Regions from separate parts of the Gossypium hirsutum genome. Here region 2 is linked to region 1. The links are chromatin contacts, called in public Hi-C maps. All regions are on one chromosome and are shown on one strand. Each heading gives the region's core, a stretch centred on a gene start, on an enhancer-like site or on the middle of the called end of the contact. The rest is flanking DNA. Distances are from core to core; before and after follow the strand shown. Region 1 holds the start of LOC107961776 (zinc finger BED domain-containing protein DAYSLEEPER). Region 2 holds the start of LOC107937083.

Region 1 (7,914 bases), core at 1,395-3,894:
TGAAAGTTTTGCATAATTATAAATATATATTTTTAATAATTTTAAATAATAAATTATAATTTTTATATTTTAAATAATATTTTAATTTCATTTAGAATTGCAGTTTGAAAAAAAAAGTGTAAAACTAATATTTTAGCTATAGTTTAAAACAATACAGTCAGTTTTGCACCGATTTAATTATTCCAATCAATGCACACCATTTCAGTAGTAAACCGAAACGATCAATTCATTTTTTCACATTGATAAAATTTTTAGTTTGTAAAATTGCATTGGCTCATTGCGTCCAATTCCAATTTTATCGGTCAGAGTATCATGTAACATCTGGTGCATAAATAATATTAAAAAATATTTAAATTTACTACTTCTTTTACCATTATAGTAATAAATAATAATAAAAACTAACTTGTTAGAGTTTATTGACTTTAAAATTAATAAATAATAAAAAATGAAATTTTTATATATAAAAAAGTAAAATATTTAAAAATGTAAAGAAATATAAATTTCATAAAAAAATTATAAAAATTATCGTATCAAAAAAACATTTTATAATTTTTCTATAACTTTTATTGATTTTTATTTTTTATCATTTTTCGCCACATGTCACGTTGTGTTGCGACACATGATAACTTTAATTAAAAAAAACTAGGGGTTGTTAACTTTAACGATCAACAGTTAAAGTTAATTGATAAAGAGACTTTTTGATGCATTTTATAAATTTTTATGATTTTTATAAAATTTTATAATTTTTAATTTTTTGCGATTTTTATAAATTTTTTTATAATTTTTAATAAATTTCAAAATTTTTATATTCTTATTAAAATTTAATAATTTTTCTAAAATTTATTTTTTACAGTTTTTTTAATTTTTTATAAGAGCAAGGGCTTAATTGCTATTTTGAAAAATTTTGAGGATCTTTTTGAAGTATTTTGAAAGTTCAAGTACTCAAATTGAGAGAAAAAAACAGAAACTTAATTGCTTTTTTTTAAAAAAAGTTTAAAAATCTTTTGACATATTTTGAAAATTTAATTGCTCAATTGAGTGAAAAAAGGACTTAAATAGTTTTTTTTTTTAAATTTGAGAATTTACTACACCAGTAAGCCTTTTATATATTTTGTATGAGACAATCTTATTTTAAATTGTTTTTTGAATTAAGTTGTGAGAATATTGTTGTTTAAAGGTGTGCTATGATTTTTTATTTTTTTTAATTTGTTAAAGGATGAAATTTTATTTGTTAATTTATTGAATGATATTTTATATAATTGATTAATATTTTTATATTTGAAATTTATTTAATTTTATATTTTTAAATATTTTTAAAAATTTGATAAATACAAAACGATATAATACCTGCACATATAAAATTCTAATAAAAAACTGATGCATCTACCGGTTCGATATTGACTAGCTTAGAGGTAGAATTAGCTATTCACCTTGGGTTAATGTCAATGATATTTAAACCAAATTGGATCCCTCGGTTGATTTGAGAATGGTCCGATCACTAGAAAAAACCGTTTGAACCGTGAACTAAGAAATCGGTAAAAATCCTGTCCGACCGGTTCTTTCGTCTGCGCAAGCCGATAAAAACAAACAACCTGAGACCCACACCCACCCGGGCAACCACCACTCTCGTCACTCGTCCATCCGGCCTCTCTGACTCTCTCAACCTCTCTTCACTCTTTAGTCTCCAATCTCCCTCCACCTTCCGGCTTTCAGCCTCCAGTTCAGCTGCCTTTAGCCATCTGCTTCTTCGACGACCATCGCAGCTGAAAAATGAGGAAGTCAGAAAGATTGGTTTGGTGGTAAAGGACAAGTGAGAATTGAAAGGAGTTAGCGATAATAATTTTTTTGGTTTTCTTACTTTATGTTGGCTATGTCCTATGACTGAAAAGACGGTGGGCTAATTTAAATTAAACTTAAAAGCATAGGCCAAAGTTTATTTGAGGTTTTTTTTTAATTTTTTTAATTATTATGATTTTATATTATTAAACAATAAATCAATTAAACTAAAAATTAATAATTTGATTAATTCGACTATTAATTTAATTTTAAAAATATTAATTTACGTACCACTTCATCATCTTGTTAATGAACAATTAACCAAAATATTACAAATCGAAAACATATATCATCATATTCTAATTTAATTTTTTTATAGTTGAAATTTGTTGATTGTTTTAATGATTAAATGTGTAATTTATTATAAGTAAGATGCATGAGATTTAACTGATTTATAATAGCACTATAATATTTAAATAAGAATTTATGGATATTGAATGAATTAGAGGTGGATTCGGTTGTTGAATTCTTTACTTTAAAAATTTAATTAGAAAACGTGATTGTAAGAAATATATTTTTTTATCATTTCCTAATTAAGTTCAGTCGGGAGTGTTATAACCGTATATAGATAGATAAAAATGCATTGATGAATCATGATTAGAGTAAGGTTCGGTCTAATTTTGATTTTTGAATTTTCTAAGAAAATTAAAATATAATTGTTTAACCTACCCGTGAGTCATGAGAACCGTAAGCCGAGATGAATAGGTAAAAGGAACGGTCAAGATTAAACCAAGTGGGTGGCTGATGAAAAATACTATGGAACCGCCTTCACAGAATGAATAAAAAAAGGAAAATTAAATTTGGACCTTGAGAGAGTCAGTCAGTCCATATCCAATTACGATTTTTTCTCTTTTTCTTTTCTCATAAATGCCCCTTTCGCCCCCCTGACTCTCATTCAAAAGGCCTAAACTCGAGATCTTTTTGATTATATATAGTTTTAGCCCTAGCTACCCCAGCTCAGGTCCAATTCCAATTTAGGGTTTTGTTTTTCTCTCCCTCGCTCGAACAGCGAACAAACAAACAAACAAACAAAAGCTTTAAACTTCAAAGCTCTGAACCTTTTTTTTTGCCTTTGGGTGCTTCAGCCCAATTAACCGACTTTGTTCTCCTCCTTCATCTTCCTCCTTTGCGCTTCCCTCTGTTACCGGAAATTCAAATATATTATTTTTTTAATTCCTTCGGTTTCCGGGTGAAAACAAGCCTCTAAATCGGTGAAACTGTTGTTTTGGATCTGCTTTCAGGGTTTTGTTGGTGATACAACGAGGTATCAACTATTTTTTTAATCCTCGATTTATATGTTGGGTTTTGTTTATTTATGTCTAATTTTGCAATTTTAGAGTTTGTTTTCAGTTTTTTGGATCTGGTATTTATTGAGTATTTCTTTTTGTGAGGCTTTTTTTTTTAAATTTTATTCTTGGTGTTAATCAAAATTATGTTTCTTAGTGGTTTTTATATTGGCTTACGTTAATCAAAATTATGTTTCTTGGTTGTTTTCATATTTGGCTTATGTTTTGCTTCATGTGCATCTTCTAATCAGTTTTTCGCCTTTTTTTATCCACATAATTTATTTCACTGTAATTGCTTTTCTTATGGGCTTCTTAGTGTGTGAGACTGATAGTTATTTCCTTTTTTGTGTTGCAATGGGGTTTCATTGAAAATTTTTTCTTGGTAGAACTCATAGGATGAGTGTGGTAGGATTTATTTTCCTCATTACATCCTCTGAGAAGCAGTCGTTTTCTGTTACCTGTTTTCGTGGGTTCTCGTTTCTCAATTTATAAATGGTCAAACGACGGTTTTTTCCAGCACAAAGTCCATGTGGAAGGTAGTGATTTGGTTTTTGTTGGACTTGAGTGGTAAGGAGTTCAATGTTCCTTAATTTCGATCTTGTGTGGAGAAAGTAGGTGCTAACAAAACTTTCCTCCCATTTAGGTGCTCCGGAAGAGGTTGATACTGGGGGTCTTAGGCAATAAATAGATAAATAAGAGATTTGGTTTTTGTGTCTTTGGGTTGGGGACCTGTGGATTTTCACTTCAGCTGAAGGCACTTTAGTCAAGTTGCTTATGCATATCCACTGGGCTTTTTGGTCCATAATGATAAGGTTAGCTCATCAATCTGGGCATGCCCACATTTTTAGGTATATAAAAGTTGGGTTTGATCCTGCCAATTAGCAAGATATATGGGAGCAGTGTTTTTTATTTTTTGGTTTATTTAAGTTGTCTTTCATGTCCAGATGTGGGAATAAATTGGTCTTTAGACTTTGCAGCTTTGAGTTACCAAGTCTAGTTAATGTGTTTATCAAGTTCCAACTGTTATTTTTCTGGCTAAAACGCATCTGCTTTTGTTTACCGTAGACTCTTGAAGGCTTTTTGAATTCTAGGCTTGGCTTAGAATCATTTCAAGTTTGTCTTTTAACCTGAATGTTGTAGTTTTAATGTTCACTGTAAAGCCAGCTTCTCTGCATACCTTTTAATATTCAATTGCTCAGTCTTTTAAGCCATCTCTTCAAATTTGTCTGGTTACTAATATCTATCTGAGGATCATAAAAATTAGTTAACTCCTGCTCTTGTTTGTTATTTTGTAAATTTGAATAACTATTGTCTCGTAGATAATGGAAACATTCTAAGAAGCTTGTCATTATTCTATGAGTTTTGAATCTACTGTGAATATCTAAACTTGCCTTTGGGTATCATCAATAGTAGTATTCTCTTCTACTACAATATGCTGTCTTCATGGTGTCTGTCTTGTGTTTTTTTCATTGACTTTTGAGAACTTTATCATCTGCTGTCTCATCTTCATTGCAGGACGGTACATTGAGATGGAGACTGCAATCATTCCGGTTACACCTATTACTCCTACAGACAACAATGACCTTGTTAGTTCCGAAGTACAGTCCAATAAACGCAGGAGGAAGAAGTCTATTGTCTGGGATCATTTCACTGTGGAGACTGTAGGAGATGGATGTATCAGGGCCTGCTGTAATCAATGCAAGAAATCTTTTGCTTACATTACTGGTTCAAAGCTAGCTGGAACTAGCCACCTCAAGAGACACATTGCCTTAGGAATCTGCCCGGTAAGCCGTCAGAGGAATCAACAGGCATCAGACACTAAAACTGCTAATGCCACATACGAACCAAGAAAAAGACAACGGGCAACTCCTGGATTTGCTAACATCCCTTTTAACCAGGAACGCTGCAACCATGAGATCGCTAAGATGATTATAATGCACGAGTATCCCCTCCACATTGTGGAACACCCTGGCTTTATTGATTTTGCACGGACTCTTCAACCTCAGTTTAATATGGTGAGTTTCAATACTATTCAAGGAGATTGTGTTGCCATGTACCTGAATGAGAAGCAAAGGCTTCTCAATTTTATCAATGAAATTCCAGGAAGGATAAGCCTTACGTTAGATTTACGTATTTCAAATCAAGCTGTGGGCTATGTTTTCATAACAGGACAGTTCATTGATATGGAATGGAATTTGCACCGCTGCCTGCTTAATGTAGTCATGGTACCTTCTCCTGATTCAGACTGTGCCTTACAGCAAGCTGTTGTGTCTTGCCTATCAGATTGGCAATTGGAGAATCGGCTATTTACACTTGGTTTTGATCAGTCCTTCTCAAATGTTAACATAAATCAAAACCTAAGAGCTCTATTTTCTGTGAGGAACCCTTATATGCTGCATGGTCAGTTCTTGATTGGAAATTGCTTTGCTCGTATTATAAGTCTTCTTGCACAAGAAGCACTATGGTCTGTGGGGGAAACAGTGAAGAAAATACGGGATAGTGTTAAGTTTGTGAAAACTTCAGATACTCATGAAGAGACATTTTTTGGACTGAAGGAACAACTTAAAGTCCCCAGCATGAAAGACATATTCATTGATGACCAAACAAAATGGAACACAACATATGACATGTTGGCTGCCTCCTGTGAACTAAAGCAAGTATTTCTTTGCTTGGAAACCTCTATTCCTGATTATAACTTAGCCCCGTCAATGGATGATTGGAAGCAGATAGAAATTCTCTGCACATACTTGAAGCTTTTCTTTGATGCTGTCAGCATTTTAACTGGCCCAACATATCCGAATGCCAGTGCATTCTACCATGAAGTGTCAAAAGTTCAGTTGGAGTTGACACATGCAGCAATGAGCAATGACCCCTTCATCAGCAACTTGACCAAGCCTTTGAAGGAGAAGTTTGATAGATACTGGAGCGACTGCTTCTTAGTTTTGGCTATTGCCGTGGTAATGGATCCTAGATTCAAAATGAAACTTGTTGAATTTAGCTTCTCTAGGATATATGGTGATGATGCTGGAATGTGGATTAAGATTGTTGATGATGGGATTCATGAGCTCTACCTTGAATATATTGCACAAGCACTTCCTCCACCGGAAACATTTGTTGAAGAACGGAATGGGAGCATCATCCCAGAACAGAATGGGGGTGTCATCCTCAAAACTGAACCCCCTGAAGACGGATACCTACATGAAGAAGGATACCTTCAAGAGGAACAAACTCATGAAGCAGCTCCTCAGGAGGTATCCCATCATGAAGTAGCTCATCAAGAAGATCCCCATCACGATGTTGCTCATCGAGAAGTATCCGATCAAGAAGTAGTCAGTCAAGGAGTAACCCATCAGGAAGAAGCCTCTCAAGAGGTACCTTCTCAAGATCCCCTTATTTCCATTGGAGATGGACTTTCAGATTTCGAGGTCTATATCTCTGAGATCAGCGGTAGCCATCAGATGAAATCAGAACTGGATCAATATCTTGAAGAGTCCCTTTTGCCTCGGGTACAAGATTTCGATATCTTGGGCTGGTGGAAATTAAACAGGACAAAGTATCCTACACTTTCGAGGATGGCTTCTGACATTTTGTCAATGCCGTTTTCCACCGTTGGTCCTGATTCAGTTTTCGACACAGAGAGAAAAAAGATGGATAACTACCTCAGTTCATTACGTCCTGTGACGCTTGAAGCTCTCATCTGTGCTAAGGACTGGCTCCAGTATGGGGGACCATCCCAGAGTTGTGAAGCAAATGTGAAGATGGAATTCTAAGTACAGATTTCGTTTTCATTCATCTGTTACAGGATACAGTAGGTAGGCCCCTTAGTGGCTGGTCTCGTGTCATATAAAATCCTCTTTCCCCCTCGTGTTTCCATGAGATGTTTTATAGGATTGGATTTAGCTACGCATATTATTCTTGGATTCTATGAATCAATGCCTTGAGATTCACATAAAGTTTTCAATTGCGATGCTTCTTGTTAATGCATTTCTTTCCTTCTATAACATTTTGATTTGATGAATGTAACCTGTTTAAAATTTGACCCGGTAATTTGGCAGGCGTGGAATCCATAAGTACCCATTATTATGTTGGTGAATTATATGAGAGGTTTTGATATGTTAATGTTTGGTCTTAACCTACCTCAGATTTGTTACTTTTTCAGATTGCATCACCGATGAATTTACGATATTGACAATAATGAGTTACTCTCACTACGGCAGTTGTTTGTCCTCATTCGTTTTTAAAATTATCATTACTCCACTATTAGAATTTTTAAAAACAAAATGTTCAATGTTTAATTTTTTTAAATGTTTTTGATAATGATAATAAATTTTTAATTAATCTCAAATTTTCAACAAAATGAAAATGTTGGAAGGATAATTTTAACTGATCTTTTTGAAAATAAATGATTCTTTTATTAAATAGCTATCCTGATAATATAAATTATTATATTTGAGATTTAAATCACAAAATTAATAATTTTCAAAAAGCCGAAACTTTTATCAAATAAGTAAATTTTGTTCTGTACTTAATTCTTTTTTTAGCAGTATTCAAACAATTTTATTTAGTTCAGTAATTATGAAGTTTAGTATTAAAAATTTAATATTTAATTTTACATTACTTAAATTTTTAGTTTATTAATTTACACCTAAGTCAAAATTTAGCATTCAGTTAATTATTTTTGGTTTTTAGATTTATTTTTTGGTTGAAATAACAATAAGTGTCATTATCTTTTTTATTGTTTGAGCCTTTTCTCGATGATTTGAGGTGGTATTCATGTAAAGTTATTCCAACA
Region 2 (7,914 bases), core at 3,170-5,669, 500 kb after region 1:
ACTAATTATACATATACGGTGATTAAAAATAAGATCTTTGATGACTTGTGTTTAATGGCATTCGGCCAAAGTCTATAGGTGCTTGTTAATTCGGTTTAAGTGTATAGGTGCTAATTACCTTGTATTTGAAATTTTGAAGAATAAGTAGTAATTAATTAAAATGATGAAAACTAAATTTTGAGTTTGATTGAGTTGGGCATTCGGCATTACCTATAAAATTGAATATGAAGGTTGAGTTGAATAGTTAGAAATGAATGAGTCATATAGTAATCATTAATGGAATTGCATGCATATGAGTATGAATGTATTTGTGTGTGTGTGCGGCATTATTGATAAATAGCAAGTGGAAATGTGATAAATGTTCAATAAGTTGATATTCGTATATATATGGTTGAATTCGTGCATAAGGTAGCATAATAAGTTAGGTGAATCTTTGTTTGTGCATGCGATTTTGATAGAGATTAAATAAGCATGAAATCGAGTCATGGCATGTTTTATAAAACATAATATGCATTGAAATTATATGATTTTCAGATGTGACTATTAAAGAATTAAAGTTGAGTAAGTAATTAAACAAATTCATTTGTTTAAATTAAAGCTCAAGAGCAAAGAGGAACTAAATCCGATAGGGGAAAGGAGAAAGCAATCAAGTAGCCTATCCGCAACTGTTCAAAATATCCGAGGTAAGTTTTGAGTAATCGCCTTTAGTATAAAATTAATGATTCCTTGATATATATATACTAGATGAATTTTGATCTTTTTGGTTCTATTTGAATTAAGTTGTGTGGTAAATAATCTAAGTACATGATCTATTGTTGAATGACCAATTTGACTTAAGCTGGATTGGTGAGAGGTATATGTGATATGTATGTATGATTTTTAAACCAAAATGAAAATGATGGTGTTCATATGAAGCTTACGTCCAAATGTAGCAAATGGCTACTAATGTGAAATGTTCCATAAGATGTGTTAGTAAATGATTAAATAGGTATGATATTTGATGTGTGTATCTGGGCTTAAAGACCCCCAAGCTTCGTGCTGGAATGGTATCCGGGTTTAAAGACCCGCAGGCTATATACTGGAATTGTATCCGGGTTTAAAGACCCGCAGGCTTCGTGCTGGAATAGTATCCGGGTTTAAAGACCCGCAGGCTATATGCTGGAATTGTATCCGGGTTTAAAGACCCGTAGGCTTTGTGCTGGAATGGAATCCGGGTTTAAAGACCCGCAGGCTATATGCTGGAATTGTATCCGGGGTTAAAGACCCGCAGGCTTCGTGCTGGAATGAAATCTGGGTTAAAGACCCGTAGGCTCGTGTTAGAAATGTGTTTCGAGTTCTAAGACTTGACAGGACTGATGCCAGTAAGTTAAGTAAGATTATGACATTGAATATTCGTGGTATCCATCGCCGAGTAAGTAATATATATATTTTACATGTTAAGGTACGTATTATGTACTCATATGTGAATTGATTGCAAAGTAAATTATTAGTATCAAAGAACGATATATATATGTGTGTGTGTGGATGAATTCGGTATTTAAGAATAAGACAATGACCTATTCGGTCAAGGTATGTCATCATATGAAAGTATGTGACTTAAAGTAATTGCTTAAGCCATATAGTATAGTGAAATATGTGCTGGAAATTTCTTGTGTATTCATATATATATTCGGCCAATAGGTTTTATAACTAGTGTACTTGTGTATATTCGGCCAAGTGAATTACAATTAGAATACGAATTTTGTGACACTCAATTTTCGAATTAAATGACAAGCTTTAATGGTATGAAATGCTTAAAACTTACTAAGCTTCGCAAGCTTACTCTGTTTCTTATTTTTTTGTTTTATAGATTGTTGATTTTGGCCACCGACTCGAGGATCGTCAGCAGTTCATCATACTATCGATTTTGTTGGTACAATTATATTTTGGTCTTGATATGGCATGTATAGGTTAGACTGTTGGCAAAATATGTTTTGTAATTGTAAGTATTTTGGCCATATGAAAATGGCATATATATATATAACTCAAAGATCAGTATGTATGCAGCTCGATCTCTGTTTATGTTAATTAATGTGAATGAGAAATTAAATGTTTAGCTCGGTAATACCTCTTAGCCTAAACCGGCGATAAGACTCGGGCTAGGGGTGTTACATTAACATTATATATTTGTCTTTACCTGGACAACTCACAAGTAGGAGGCAGAATAGACTCACCTAAGACACACTTTAACTATAGCTTGAACTTCAAACTTGAACACACTTCTCGAACTAGCAACAACAACTACTTAAAGAACATATATCCACCATTAAAATCCATTTACATGCAAATTGTTAACATCTCAATCATAAACAACCACCATGCAAGGCCTTATATTCATAACCTACTCTTCATAAGCTTTTTAACAGCCTTATTCTTTCAAAAACTTAACATGCAGAGCTTTTAGACTTACCAAGAGGTGGAACATCTGCTAATACGTCCAAAATCCTTAGCTTCTAGAGAAGAAAACATATAAGTTCTAGGAGGAAGAACCAAAGAATAGATTTTAAAGAGAGAAAAACCATCCCTACTAATCCTTTTTACAATATATATCTAGTTTTCTCTTAATGGAACTTGACAAGTGTCAATGATGTCCAGAATTTGTCTCAAAAAATGGTCTGCAAGATTTGAGAGAAACATAAATGATAATCCTACACAAAGATGTTTGACCAGTCAATCTAGTTGGTTCCCAACCAAATCACTTTACAAACCCATTCAGCACAATGCTTAGGTAACTGGGCATACCCTACTTTTGGCGGTAACCTCACTAGGCTTACTCTTTGTTTATCATATACTTTTCTTAAAGAGCAGAATAACCTGTGACAAAATCCTTAATCATTTCTACGGTGAACACTGGACTCTAACACGCCCGAAGACTGTTGATTGGCGGGTTACATTGTGCCAAATAGATAACTTCTCAACTATACGCATTCAAATTAGGTTTTTCAAGTTTGGGATTTGACACTACATGCACCTAGCTTTTGAGACTTTGTGACTTATGCTTGAGAGAAGTTAATTTTTGATTTTGTGTATGTGCATCTTGGATATAGTTTTGGGAATAGATTATAAATTCAAAATGGGGTGAAACGTGTCATGCATATGTAAAAGGTTGTGAGCTGTGGTGAGTGTGATCAATAGGAATTCAAATTCCTAAGACATGTGTGTGCTTATGTTAAGAAAACTTGAAACTTATGAAGGGAACAACTAGCATTTTGCTTTAAGGTTAAATTGAGTTAAGGTCATAAATGTTTAAAAGGAGATAAGCTTGGATCACTAATGATTACCTCAATGATCCATTAGTGTTGTAGAGTTAATAAGATTTGGAGAGTAGGATTAAGAGGTTTTTCTTTATTTCAAAACTAAATAAAGGTATACGTGTACTTACCCTTCTAGTGATGTGGTGGACGCGGTGGTGGCGGAAGCGAGAGCGTGCGAGAGAGCAATGCTTTTTGCGGCTGAGTTGGGGTGGACGAGGATCCTGTTGGAAGGTGACTCTCTGACTACTATTAAGAAACTGAACTCTGTGGAAGAGGATAGATTGCTTCTTAGACCCATCATTAATAATATCCGAGTTATGAGGCAACAGTTTGAGAATGTTTTGTACCTGTTTGTGTCGAGGACGGCTAATAGTGCAGCACACATTCTGGCTTTGGAAGGTCGCTGACGACAGGTTGCTTGTTTTTGGTTTCACGATCCTTCAGAATCGATTCGAAAAGTTATGGAGAAGGATTGGGAAGATTGGGTTCACAGAGGATAAGGGATTTTTGAGTATTCTTTGAAGAGGGAGATTGTGCTGAAGGTTCTTCATGGGTGGTTTTCAAAGAAGCTTTTTCTATTTGACCAAGTTTCGAGAACAATTGTGTGGTTTCAGGAAGCCATTTCGTCTGATATTTTTGTTGGCTCTTCGTTTTTGGTGCGGGGTGGTTTTACTTTTGTGGACGGTTTTCCTAGGTGTTTTTGTCGTTGTTTTTTTCTTGTGTGCTTTTGTTTACTTTAAATTTTGCTGTTTCAATTTTTCTTTATTGTTTTTGGATATTATCACCTCGGGCCAACGTTTTAATAGAATATCAGTTATATTTGCAAAAAAAAAAACTAAATAAATGTATAAAAACTCTTTTAAAACATTCACTGAGCTTGACACCTTCGAATAGTCAACATTCTTTACAAGAAAAACATTATTAAACACATTAAATAATTAAATAATAAATTTTTTGTTATTTAATTTTACTATTTTAGTTTTTAAATAATTAATCTTAGATTTCTTGGGGGAGAACTTTTATTTTTCAAATGCAGACAATTTTGACTTGGTAAAATTAATAACTAATATTGATTAAAGGTGGCCAAAAACCAAATAAAAGACAAGGTAGTCCAAGTCCAATAATAATATTTTGGTTTTAAATTAATTCTAAGATGTAACCGAACCGGCAAGGAAACTTCTTCCTTCTTTAGTACTCTTAACCGCCTAACCTAACGCCCAATCCACTCTCGTCCTCACCGTCAGATCATTCCACTCGCTCATTCAACCCTTCGATCATCAACAACTTTTTCTAATCCATCTAAGAAATCCGTAGCCCCTTTATTTAATTCCCAATTCAACGCCTTATTACTAAAATTTTCCATTTTCCACAATATTTTCCCTTCATCAATTCCATTTTCGTCTTTTTTTTTCATCGATTCAAATCTGATTATCATCATGAGATTCAAGAAAGGTAGCAAAGTTGAGGTATTGACCAAGGAGGAGGTTCCAACCGGGGCATGGCGTTGTGCTGAGATTATCTCGGGCAACGGCCATACATATAGTGTGAAGTACGGTTGGTTTCCGATCACTGGCGAGGCGGCAGCGGTGGAAAGAGTCCCTAGGAAAGCGATTAGGCCTTGCCCTCCTCCTATGAACGGGAACAATAATTGGGTTTCTGGTGATATCGTAGAGGTGTTCGATGACTTGTCCTGGAAACCGGCGGTGATTGTTAAGGTTCTCGGTGGAAACAACTTTTCCGTTAGGATTCTTGGGTCGAGTAGCGAACTCAAAGCGCATCAATCTCGATTGCGTATTCGGCAGTCTTGGGAAGATGGCTATTGGTTCCTCGTTGGAAAGGTAAATCCTTTCGATTCTTTTTCTAAACGATAATTTAATATTTCTCTTCATTTTTTTTATACGTTAATTGATTCTTACCTTAATTATTATGTTCTACCTCAGGGTTCATCAAATTCCACTGGGCCGCAGAAAAGGAAAAGATCTTCGCTTGGCTTCTCATATATTGGTGCTCAAAAGAAGAGGGTGTTGGAGAAAGGTAGTAATGGTGTTCAAAGAATAATAATTCGGCTTCCTTCGCCTGCCTCTGAAAAGGTAGATGCATTTGATTCCCCAAATAATATGCTGGGTGAAAGATGTATGCCTTCTTCCTTTAATAGAATTGATGATACCATGAGTTGTGCCTCCTCTGTTGGTAGTTGTAGTGGTTTAGGGAATAACGGTCTTAATTTGTCTAATTTTGTAACTAACGCTTGTGAAAACTTAGAGGAGGATTGTCGAAGTGATGCTGACTCTAAACCAGAAGTGAGTTGTCAAGAAGAAGGAAGTTATGTTTCCACTAGTGTGGAATTGGGGTATGACTTCCATAGGTCTGAACTGCATGCCTATCAGAAAGCTCTAGGGGCATTGCATGCTTCTGGGCCTTTGACTTGGGATGAAGAAGAAAAGGTGACAAATTTACGACGTACTCTTAATATTTCAAATGATGAACATTTGATGGAGCTAAGAAAGTTGAGAGATAACAATAATAGGCTTTTTATTAGCTGTTACTAGATTGGAAGAATTCCTTTCATACATGGTAATCTTGGTGTTATGTTTACTCCAATGGTGCAGATAATTGTAAAGATACCTTTCAATTTTGTAATTGCTTTAATAGTTTTTTCTCCTACCTCCATGATTGAAGCTTTTTTCTTTACGTAAATTTTTTCCTTTCTTTTCATTATAACCTTTTGTAGATGTGACATATTGTTCATGCACTTAAATTTCAACACAGGAAAATATAATTTTCTTTAGTGAAACTGTTGAGAAACATTAATATGCAAAGATTTGAATTACATTAATTACTTTCTTTTATTGGTGTAAAGGATTCCCTAAATGAATTTGAGTACATACTGTTTTAAATGCATTGCTTTACACCTCCCCCCCAAGAGAAAAAGAAGAAAAAACCAAAAGACAGACCTTTTTCTTGATTCACTAGATAGGGTATTGTGAATTCTGATATGTTATACGCCGGTTTATGGAATCTAGCTGGTATTTTGTATATTTGCAGTTTTATTCATGTGAAACTGTTCTATTTCATCTCATGATGATGGATACAAATGTTATACATGCATTATTTCGGCAGTATATGGAATTAATGTTGAGAAATATCTTGATGCTTTCTCAGAATATCTCATGGCCAATGTTGGAGGCATCCATACCTTGCTTCTAGAGCCATGATTGGTTGAGTTTGTCATCTCTTGCAGTTGACCAAGGGGCAACAGCCATGGTTTATTCCTAAACGAACTCTTATGCCCTGCTGTTGGTATGAATCATTTCTAAAATTATTTTTCAAATTTTGACTTCATATATGGCAGTATTGTTATAGGTCATTGTCTTCCTCATTGCAGATGCCCTACAGTTACTATGTAAATTGATATTGCAGTGACACGTCTGGAAAGAAAAATACATGATATGGAAAAAAAAAATCCATAATCTTAAGAAATGGACAACTATAATAGTTGGAAAGCTTTTGCGTCTCCAGAATGTATGTATAATAATGAACGTTTTAAGTAGGATGATTAATGACACTCTCCCTCCCCTCTTTTGTGCACAGACTAGTAACCTTAAATGCTCGAGTATTGACCAGAATATTTGATCATCTCGTGACTCTAAAAAAATCAACTTTGGCCTTTTTCGGTCTTCATTATTACTTTCTCAATGTAAACAAGTTCGTAAATGATGATTTATGACATTTGATCAAAAGCTGTTCTAACTTCATAGGTGGTTGCTTGATTTTGTTAGATGGATGCATGTATATCCATTCGGGACACCAGGTTCAAAAATCTTCCCATGTGATGTAGGAGTTATTTTGTCCTTGCATGATATTATTTGTTTTCAATCTTAATGAAATTTGCATGAAAAATCCTTGTGTTAGCATCAATGAATAAAGAACCAAACTGTATGGTTGAACTGGTAATTGGTGACTTGTTTGGTCCAATAAGTGGCATTTAACTGGTAAAGAATAAATTAGTTCAATAATTTAATCTCTTTTAGGTTTTAATTATAATGATTCAACTCTTTGTTCTATTTGCATGAAAAAAATCCTTGTGTTAGCATCAATGAATGAAGAACCAAACTGGATGATTGAACTGGTAGTTGGTGACTTGTTTGGTCCAACAACTGGCATTTAGCCATGAACTGATCAAGAAATATTAATATTGATTGTATTTTAAACACCATCCGAATGTACTTTTAAAAGTTAGACTACATTTAATATTGATTCAACATTAATATGGTACATGTTATGTGTAAATCTATTTTCAGTTAGCATTGGCCGGAAGCGGTTGGACTAACCCTCCACTTCAACCTATTTTCTGGTCACTTATTCGTTAGTACTTAACCCCTAATAATGTGCAGTGGTGTGAATCTATGTTATGGATAACATGGACTTTTCCTGTGATCATGTACACGGTCTGAGCATTGGAAGGCTTGTTGAGGATAAGTGTCTGTTTCTATAATCATATATCAGGTTCTTATTCACTTCTGAATGCAGACATGTACTGAAACAAGTGGTTCAGTTTATGTCATGTACAATGGATGAGAATTCATGCTGTCAGCGACATTGTCTGTTTTCCCTAATCATG

Evidence for each region. Hi-C and Micro-C count contacts between places; a contact is called where the count stands out from the background.
Region 2: a contact with region 1 is called in a Hi-C map of hypocotyl, with 4 times the contacts expected there. The contact joins the promoter of LOC107937083 here to the promoter of LOC107961776 in region 1. A contact is called at or near these places in 8 of 34 Hi-C or Micro-C datasets (hypocotyl, leaf and petal).

What each region holds. Positions count from the first base shown.
Region 1 is chrA06:61,268,580-61,276,493 of Gossypium_hirsutum_v2.1, forward strand. LOC107961776 (zinc finger BED domain-containing protein DAYSLEEPER) reads left to right here and starts at 2,645. Exons shown (of 2, transcript XM_016897904.2): 1 at 2,645-3,100; 2 at 4,638-7,083. The coding sequence starts at 4,652. The coding sequence ends at 6,892.
Region 2 is chrA06:61,767,465-61,775,378 of Gossypium_hirsutum_v2.1, forward strand. It overlaps LOC107937083, which reads left to right and starts at 4,420. Exons shown (of 2, transcript XM_016869895.2): 1 at 4,420-5,131; 2 at 5,234-7,914. The coding sequence starts at 4,730. The coding sequence ends at 5,842. LOC121230243 (a long non-coding RNA gene) reads right to left here and starts at 3,933. Exons shown (of 3, transcript XR_005928193.1): 1 at 3,641-3,933; 2 at 3,422-3,557.